2 separate regions of the Capsicum annuum genome follow, and region 2 is linked to region 1. Evidence: chromatin contacts called from public Hi-C data. All regions are on one chromosome and are shown on one strand. The core of a region is the stretch at or near the end of the contact, and the rest is flanking DNA. Distances in the headings are between cores, read along the strand shown. Region 1 has its middle 35 kb from the start of LOC107845727. Region 2 holds the start of LOC107845727 (HVA22-like protein k).

What was found. Hi-C and Micro-C count contacts between places; a contact is called where the count stands out from the background.
Region 2: a contact with region 1 is called in a Hi-C map of bud, with 2.3 times the contacts expected there. The contact joins the promoter of LOC107845727 here to the enhancer-like site in region 1. A contact is called at or near these places in 3 of 5 Hi-C or Micro-C datasets (bud, leaf and placenta).

Annotation. Positions count from the first base shown.
Region 1 is chr10:122,496,290-122,501,228 of UCD10Xv1.1, forward strand. No RefSeq gene overlaps it. Among protein-coding and RNA genes, the nearest start is that of LOC107845727, 35 kb to the right of the region's middle. Within about 2 kb of position 1,807, at least 5 of the 5 cell types and tissues checked have an H3K27ac peak or open chromatin away from gene starts, as enhancers often do. A contact at or near this core is called in bud and leaf, where this site is marked.
Region 2 is chr10:122,531,743-122,536,788 of UCD10Xv1.1, forward strand. LOC107845727 (HVA22-like protein k) reads left to right here and starts at 1,974. Exons shown (of 8, transcript XM_016690198.2): 1 at 1,974-2,236; 2 at 3,424-3,482; 3 at 3,624-3,721; 4 at 4,415-4,466; 5 at 4,581-4,644. The coding sequence starts at 2,225.

The sequences.
Region 1 (4,939 bases), core at 557-3,056:
TTCAAAATGGCACGATTCAAAAAAATAGGTCTTCTGTCTTTCAATGAGACACGTTGGGTCGTTACCCCATTCAAATTGACATGTTACATTTAAGATAGGTTGTTAGCCCTTTAATGAGACACGTTGGGTTGTCACTCCGTTCATAGTGAAATAGTACATTCAACATAGGTCGTTCGCCTTTCAATGAGATATGCTAGACTGTCACCCTAGTCAAAGTGGCACAAAGTACTCAAGATAAGTCATTCGCCTTTTACTAGTACACGTTGGGTTGTCACCCCGTACAAAGTGGCATAAAATATTTAAGATAAATCATCTATTTTTTACTGGTACAAGTTAGGTTGTCACCCTATTCAAAGTGTCATGATATTTTAAAACAGGTTGTGCAATTGATTCATCAACTATCTTAACATTGTATGTCCAAATAGGTTTGTACCCGATTATGTTCATGTCATGCTAGTCTGAAGAGCAATATCGAACTCTTTGGATGCGAACTGAAAAGAGACTTCCACCACCATCAATCCACACCCCTATCAGAAGGTATGTGGGTATTTTAGGACGTTTTTGGTTTCAGTTTCAACTTCAAGACATTTCTAAACTCGCACCAGAGGTAACTTTTCTCTCCTTTGGAATTCAGATGATAACTCACTCGGAGTTTTGAAAATTATGTCCAGGTAAAATTTTTTCCTATCGATATGAAGGATCCCACATTCATGGTTAAGAGATTACAAGCCTTTTTTTCCATAAGTTCAAATAACTTATCACTCATCCCGAGTCAGAGATCGTCTACAATAAAAACAATCTTTTCTACCGATTGAGTCAAACTATAAGCAGTCTGATTTTCTAAATCTCAGGGATATGTAGGTTGGACTCTTTGTTGAAAACTTGACTGCATTCCAACCTCTCCCTAATCCTCTCATTCCTCAGCCTTTTGGTTTCACCAAAAATCGAAATCGAAAAAGCTTGTGATTTCTTTAAAAATCATGCTTACAAGTATTATGAACTACAAGTGGCCTGAATTCTCATGTACTCTGAGATATGTAGGAAATCCGATATCGAAATTCAGTCATAACTCCATGAAACTTGTGTGAAAATCAAGCTCTTTCGAAAATAAATTTGTGGTCAGAAAAAATTATGAACGTCAAACTCTCTTTTGTCTAGGATTACTTGCAATCACTTTACCCAAAGGGAGGGGACAGTTGTTGACACCTAATTTTTACCCTCCATGACTAAGTTTAATTTTGAGTTTCTTTGATTTTAAATAAAATTACAATATTTATTTTATCTGGACAAAAAAATTTCAAAATATCTATCTACGTAATTTTGTCACTATGAGTAGCAATTATATATTTGTGTATCCATATATACGAGATAGTATAATTTTATTGCTTAAATAATTATTTTACAAAAAATTAAATTTTAATCAAAAGTTATCTTGAAAATTAATTCAAATGAAAAAAATCTTGATTTAAATATAATTTATTCTCAAAAAATAATTATTTGAAAAATGTATATTTGATTTTATCAAATCAAGAAACTCGAAATTGAATTGGATATTAATTCATATGGAATTATAATTTAATTTAGCCAATTTATTAAATTTGATCATAATTGATATTAAATTGACCACAATTACAATGCAATTGGCTAATTAATTTTAATTTGATAAAAAATTAAATGAGATGGCTAAATCCTAATCTAATTGGGGTTATTTTTTAAATAACCCCAAAACCCAACACCTGCGCAGGCCCACATTTCAACAGCCCAACGCCCTTATTCCATTATAGTCACCAGCCCAACCAACACCGACCCGTCCCACCTTATCACTCATACAAACAACAACAACACAATATCAATGCAACACACCAACAATCCAAGCAAACCGCGAACACTGACAAATTCAACCAAACGAACCCTTAAACCACAGAAATCTCTCTCCATCTTTTCTCTGAAATTCTCAGACCTAAATTCATTATTGTTGACTTTTGTTCAAGATTATGTGTCTCTCACCCCCAAAATCTAATCCGAATCAGAACTTGTCAGTTCAAATCTAAATTTTGGAGGATATATTTTCTCTTTACCGATTTATTTCTTCTTCTTTTCAACGGCTATGTTTTGAATTGAAACCAATATATTTCCCTATAAATAGACATGGAGGAAAAGAAGAAAAGGGGAGGATTCTTTGGGAGAAAATTAGGGATTCGGGAGGAACATTCCTCTAATCCCATGTAACTGAAGAATTCGCGACGAATACACTCCAAAAATCATATTTCGGCAAAAACATTGAACTCTGGTGAGGTTAATTGAAACTCTGGTGGTGAACGTTTGTTTGATTAAAGCTTGTTGTCCTAGTTCGTTGCTCCAAAAAAGGTGAAAACTTTTCTCCGTTTTTGACAAGAAAATTTGAAACTCATTGATGATTAGATTAGCAGTGGTGTTTCCTAGATGTTGATTGATTGTCGATGTGTAGTTGTTAAAGTTTAAAACTTTAAAAGTCGTACGATGAAGTGTTGTTGATATTTCAATTTTCCTTATTGCTTTAGCATTATCGAGTATTTCTTCTCTGATTTAAGATAGAAAATAGTTTGTATGATCTGATCTTTGGATTCTGTATTTGTTACAGAAAAGGGATAAGAATCCACCATACATGATTTCGGAAACTTATATTTCAATAATGGTTCGTTTATTGTTCACTATCGGATTGCTAGTTCAACGTTTGGTTTTGTCTTGATTCATCTTTATAGTAATTTATAGAGTTTGCAGTTTAATTTTTACTATGTTTGATAAACTTATAAGTACACTAGTAGTTGAATATCTTCCGTTTCTTTATAGTGAAATTGGGTTGTCTTGTTTTCCCTAAAACCTGTTATGGCATAGCTGCAATTAAAAACTTAAATCATGTTTATAAAAGTTATTTTGGTTTGTCTCTATATATACACTAAAAAATTTTATTCGAATTTGGAAGTAGTAATCAACATTTGCCCTCAATATTAATATACTATGAAATGTTATAAAAAGTGTAATAGTTACTATTTGTATTTGATAATCCATTAATATTTATTATAAAAACTTTCTTGGAACTTCATAAGGCTTCATAAGTGATTGGACTATGTAAAGAGTTACTTATTGCACTGTCCATCATGCATTTATACTAGTAAAACCCTCACCCTCAAGTATTGCGTATTCTAAAGTTCCACGATATCATTTTTTTGAAAATTTAAATCTATTATTTCATGTACGTTGGATAATATCTATACTAAAGATCCACCAATTAAGATGATTAATTTATCGTAGAAAAGCTATCGAAATCCTCACCCGTCTCTAAGATTTCTTGCTTGTTTTCTTTTACATAGTGTACGTAACAATGAAAGTTAATACTATTAGTCAATTAATTAGTCACTTTTCCTCAAGAAAACTTTCTTCTCACTTTACATTGGTTTGGAATAAATATAAGATATGTGTTTTGTTTGGTTCATACTATAAGAAGTTCATTTTCTCATGCTTAGAAGTTCTTTAGATTGATTTTTATTTATCAAGTTATGTTTCACTATAAATATAGCTTAAGTTACGTGCTAATTTTTATCTTTTATTTGATGCATGTGACATGAATCTGAGTCCATTGGAGTCCATTTTTCTCGCATATTCTGATGAGCCAAAGAGGCCTATGCTATCTCGAGTCAAAACCCCATGCTGAAGTCCCATAACGAGACTGATCTGCGGTGATATACAATGGATATACACTGAAAGCAGTAGTTGCACATACGGTGTATAGTAACAAATAGAGAGAATATATGTTGATTTATTCACTGATATACAGTGTATACGTGGATATATACAGGAAAACACAGAAAAAAGGGCTGGTATACATGTGGTATACACTACAGAAAATGGACCCAAGTCCATGAGGATGAGGCCCAAAAGCTGGGCAGCTTATTGATGGGCCGAAGAGGGAGCCCAACTTCAATTCCTGTCTTCATTCTTTGTACCTTATAATTTATCCATGTTTATTTGTATTAACTAAAATTTTAATTAATTAATCTAGATAAATCCTCTAAGGCGTTGTTATTTTATTTTCTTTTACTTAATCTATAGTTTTTCTCGCCTAGTTTATCTTGTTAAAATGGGTTAAATTGATTTCTTCGGCTTTTTTCCTTAAAACAAGACTTCTAAAATTAGGTATTTTAAACCGAAGTGATATTTATCTTGTTCATATGACTAGTAGTCTATTTGGATTAAAGTAATTTTCTTTAGACTAAAGAAACTAATTTGTTTTGAAAATTAACTTTCCGAAATTAGCAAAGTACTCTTAATTTAATACTCTCTTAACATTTTTTTCAAAAGTATTATTTATAACAAAGTTGACTTTCCTATAATAATAATAATTAATAATAAGAAAATAGTTATATAATCTTCTTCTTTTATAAAAGTCAAAATTGATTTTTCTCTTAAATCCAAAAAATGGCAATTTAATTTAATTCAAGTATAATATTTCTCGTCTGAATGAACAAACATCATTTTAAATATGTAAATACATAATTTTAGTATTTTTATAAAATTAACTTTTTTACAAAGTTAGCCATTTTAAGTTAGTTAGCCATTTTTAAGTTAGTCAAAAAATATTTGGTAAACCGTTTTTCAAACGGACACTCCTAAGTGTCTTAAAAACTTTCTTAGGGCGTTTATTGAACTCTTGCCTATTTTTTCTACTTTTAAAGGGTTTATTTCTGTTTTTGAACTTTTAAAACTCTTTTAAGTTTTTCTTGATTTTTCTAAAAAAATCAAGTGGCGATTCTGTAAATTTCACAAAATTATTTTAAAAATTTCTAGAATCTTTTGAAATAACTTTTAAAAAGGTCAATACCATTTTTATTTAAAATAAAATTCGAAAAAGGGATAAAACAATGTATTTCTCTTCTATGAGTTAATAAAATCTTACATTGCA
Region 2 (5,046 bases), core at 724-3,223, 36 kb after region 1:
TTCATTTTGCATTTTGGAGAGATTTACATGCATAAGATTTATGAAACTTTCAGCTTCCTTGGATGGATACATTTTTGACAAAAGATAAATATACTGTTAATCACAAAAACAGTAAAGTTACAATAATATTAAGTCAAGTATGAGAACATTCTTTTCTAATCTATCTAGATAAATCTGATGAATATTACCTATAATTTTTTTTAATACATGGTAGGTAGATTTGTTTCAAAAAATAAAATGTTAATCATAAATAATAATAAATTAATTCAAAACTAAATTAACCATGAACAATATATTTTGATAATTAATCAAACAAATATGATGGGCATTACCTGTAATCTTTTTAACCATGGTAGATATATCTCTGACAAAAATTAGATATAATGTTAATCATAAATAACAATAAAAAAATTTAAAAACTAAGTTAAACATCAGCATACTTTGATAGTTATTCAAAGATAATTTTATCAACAATAATGAAAATAATCTTGTGAATAAAATGATCATATAAATTTTTTCGAAATAAATACAATCTAACTATGAAAATAATTGTATCCGATAAAAAAAGAAGAAGAAACGAAGAAAGCTTAAATGATACTATATGTATTGAAGGGGATACTATATAGGAGGTTATAGATATGGATATTTATGTCAACCAAAATTTCAGTCAAATTCAAAATTTAAATATATCACTTATCAATTTGTTAGAAAAGATAAAATTATGACTTATCATTATCTAATAGTTTAGAATTTCAAAATTTTTAAAATAGAAAATCATCTGAGAAGTTACATTCAAACTTGAAAAATACATAGTTAGCATTTTCTTAGGAACTCAAATTCATTTAATTGACTTTTTTTTTTTTTAAAAAAGACTCTTGCTCAAACCTGTTCTTATATTTAATTATTTGTTTTAAAAATTCTTAATAGTGCTTCTACAACGTTTTAACGTGTTTTGAATAGTGTTTTTAATAGTGTTTTAATTATTATTATTATTATTATTATTATTATTATTTCCTCTTTCTAATTTAATTTAATTGTTTATTTTTCTTTTTATCTTTTGAATTGGTCACCTTACTCGATTTAATAATAGATTTGAATTTTTGGACTTTTTAAATAAAAGGGCCTGGAGCCCATCTTTAATTTATAATATAATTATTATTATTATTATTATACTTCTACATACTACGTACTAACACAACTGCTCCTACCACTATACTACTAATTATTATTATTATTTTAATAACATTTTATCTTTCATTAATATGTAATTAAGTTATATTTAAATATTTTTTTTTATAATTTATAGAATTTAAAGTTTAAAAAAGATAAGTTTGAAATAGTAAAAGTCTATTAGAACTCTTTAAGCATGAGTTTTTATTTTTAATATAATAATTTTTTTTAAAAGAAGGATAATATTTTTTTTAAAGAAGAATAATATATTTCAAATTCAATTTTAGAGCTTCGTTAGGACTCTTTTTTTTTCCTCTTTTATTTTCAAATTCAAATTTTTAATATTCTTTATTACAAATTTTTTATTACAACACTTAATAGTTTTGTCCTAAAAATTGTCACGTGGCTTAACAATAGCTTGTCACATGACTTTCTCTTGTGCTTCGTTCTCTGCTTTATATTATAATATATATAGAAGATATAGATATAAATTTCAAATTTCATTTATGTTTTAGGTAGACTGAGTGTACTTATAATTAAATGTCACAAGAAGTAACTTATTATTTTATGAGCTAAGTAGTGAATAAAATAATAAATAAAAATTTAATTTTTGAATTTACAAAAGATACTTAATATAAGCAGAAATAAAAATAAAAATATAATAAAATTTTAATTTTTGAGTTAAAAAAAATATAGATTAAGTATAATACCATAAATCGAACAACCACTAAAAAATGATACTAGAACAATTAATTCCAACATAATTTATTCCAATATAACTAATTTTGATATAACTTATTTGCAAACAAACAACCTAACAAGTTCATGATCCCCCCTACGTAATTCAATAACTCCTTATTAATAGATCAATAAATTAATTTTGTAGTTGAGTTATCAGTTGCTATTTGTTTTGAACGCGCCTAATTGATACTAATTGGAACGGCGACCGCAAAAACCTCCTTTACTTTTCCCCAATTCCTTTACTGAGCAAGTGATAACTGTGCAGCATTCATCGAATTCTTTCCAACTACAAAGATTCACTTCTATTATCTTCATGGATCCCGAGGTGTTTTTCTTACCCTTTAAATACGATTCTTCTTATTACTCGTCGAGTTTCTGACTAATGCATTGACATGTATATTTTTATTGATTTGTGATCTTTAATTACGGTTGATGTTTTCTTCTTTTTATTTATTGTGGAAAAGTTTAGGAGGGTCATGGGGAAAAATAGTTTCACTATGTTAGGATGAATGGATTTGTGCCTGGTTAGAATGGAATAGATTCATACAGCCAAATTCGACTTATTTTGAATTAAAGTGTTGATTTTTGAATTTGAGAGTGGATGCTTTGATATTGATAAACTCGTAAAAAGTGGTGAAAGAAAGATTCTGTTAAGACGACGAAAAGCAGTTTTAGTAGTGAACTGGTTTTAAATCATGAATGAAGTGCCGGAATAAATCAATCAATCACCTAATTCCTCAATCTCGAATTATCCTACAGGATTCATCATATTTAGACTATTTTTACTTTGGACTCTATGTTTTACCAAACTCATGCATGCATTATGCATTGACAATTCCTTCATCAATAAACACGGTGCAGAACATTTTCCAAAAAACAAAACAAAGAGAGAAACTCTTGCTTAGTTTTATGAAATACTGTCTTCAATTTCCGAACTAAGACGGCAGTTCTGTTAAATCACAAAGAACTAGTGTTTTGTCTATTATTTGTTCATTTAGAGATTATTTTGGATCAAAATGTTGGATAGGTCAGCATGAGCTAGGAAGGATTTTATTTTATTATTTGTTCATTTCGGGATTATTTTTTATAATATGCTTAAGGGAACATAGTTGACTTTGAATTCTTAAATCATTTTTACATCATTTTTCTGTGTAAACTGTTGGTGATAATTTGTACTTGCATTTTGATCTTTGGCATCTGTTTGCACTTTGCTGATTGAATTGTGAATTAGTTCTATAAGTCAAGGATGGATTATTTGAGTGGAATCTACACTCAAATGCTTGTGGTAATCTGGCTTTGAAAGCACATATGTGCCTTCAATCTGGCTTTGAAAAGCATATATGTGCCTTAATTGTCCCTTACTATCGAAATTTCTGCGTCTTGCCACTTATTAGCTATTACTGCTCTTACTGTTTCAGCAAAAGAAAAATTGAAGTTTTTTTTTTTTGTATACTTTTTCTCCGTTATCTTAGAATGTATCAATCATTTGAATTTGTATTCCATTCAATGCAGGTTGGATTGAGGCTACTCTTTTCTCCATTGGTTTCTAATATTGTTGTGCGGACAGCATGGTAAGTCACTGAGTTGCTATTTTACTTTTATCACTGGAACTATTATTTACTATTTTATGAGAACTTGTTTTCTTTTAAAATATGATTTATAAAGATAGGAGAAGATTGCTTCTGTAATTGATGATTCGTTGTTAGCTGCAGTTGTTCTGTGGGGGTTGTTTTACCTGTTTATTCCACATTTAAGGCAATTGAGGGAAGAGATGAAAATGAGCAGAAAAAGTGGCTACTATATTGGGCAGGTTTGTACTATTGTTTATTTTTCTTCGTCGTCCAATTTCTTTTCTTCATTGAGTATAAATCTCTTAGTATGCTATTCACTATTTTGTAAGCAGCTGACTCTTATCTTTTTTTTTTTTTTAAAAAAATAAATTATTTTTTATGTATCCCCTTATCAACCAACATATTACTTCTAGTACTGAAGTTGTTGAATTTAGGTTCAGGGTGAAAAAACTGTCGCATCGATTCAATGCAGAGCTGTTTATATGTTTTCTAGAGGGGCTATTGAGAAGACATATTGTGGCATCTTAATGTTCTAGAACATTAGAATTTTGTATTGCAAGTCACGAATAATTACTAATTGCTGTTACAATTTTAAAGCAACTATTAAATTTTACCTACAAACAACCTAAAAAACGATAATGATATTGATTGCAATGTGCTGACGAACAAGAGATATTTGAATTTTCCATTAAGTTGAGAGACTATAGTATTTTAATACATGGCACGTGTATATGCTTTCTGTGGGCATTTATTGGGAATTCACTTCTATGTAGATCAGAATAGCATTCCTGCTCAGATTGTAAGTTCATATTATAATGTTCAGTCTAACTCTTTGATAGTTTTTATTCATGTACCCTTGGGTTACCAAATAATTTTGTTGCGTTTTCTTGGACATTCTTCTTAGAATTGAAAGAAGTTTCTTTTGCTTGCAGCTTATGGGTCTTTCAGTGTTGTTGAGTTGTGCACTGATAAGTTTCTCCACTGGTATGGCTCCTAGCTTAACTTGGCTCCTAGCTTAACTCATCTTGCTTCTAAACTATTTTTAATGTTACTGCTAGTTTAGTCCTGCTGATGTTTCCCCCCTTCCAATTATATCAGGTTTCCACTGTATTACCACATGAAGTTTGCATTTCTTGTTTGGCTTCAGCTCCCTACTACTGATGTAAGCTAAACCAGATTCTCTTTTCTTTGCCTTTCCCCTGTTGTTATATATTGGTCGTCCTTGTTTGTTAGTAATTCTGTTTTCTTAATTCTCCCGTGTAAGGGGTTGTACATAATTATACTTCGTTCCTTGATCAGATTTCTCCTGCTGCTGTTTATAATTTTTATTTGGCAAAATTTCAATGTTTGACACATCAGGGAATGTTTGCATATGGTAGGCGACTAAAATAGGAGCAGAGGGGGCAGTAGCGACATTGGCAGCATTGGGATTGTGAGAATTGAAAAATATTATTGAATGATGTGTTGACATAATTACATCAAGACCCTATTTATAGACACTATAGTACCATCCTTTTCCAAGTAGGATTTTGTATATACTATTCCTATTTCTACACATATTCTA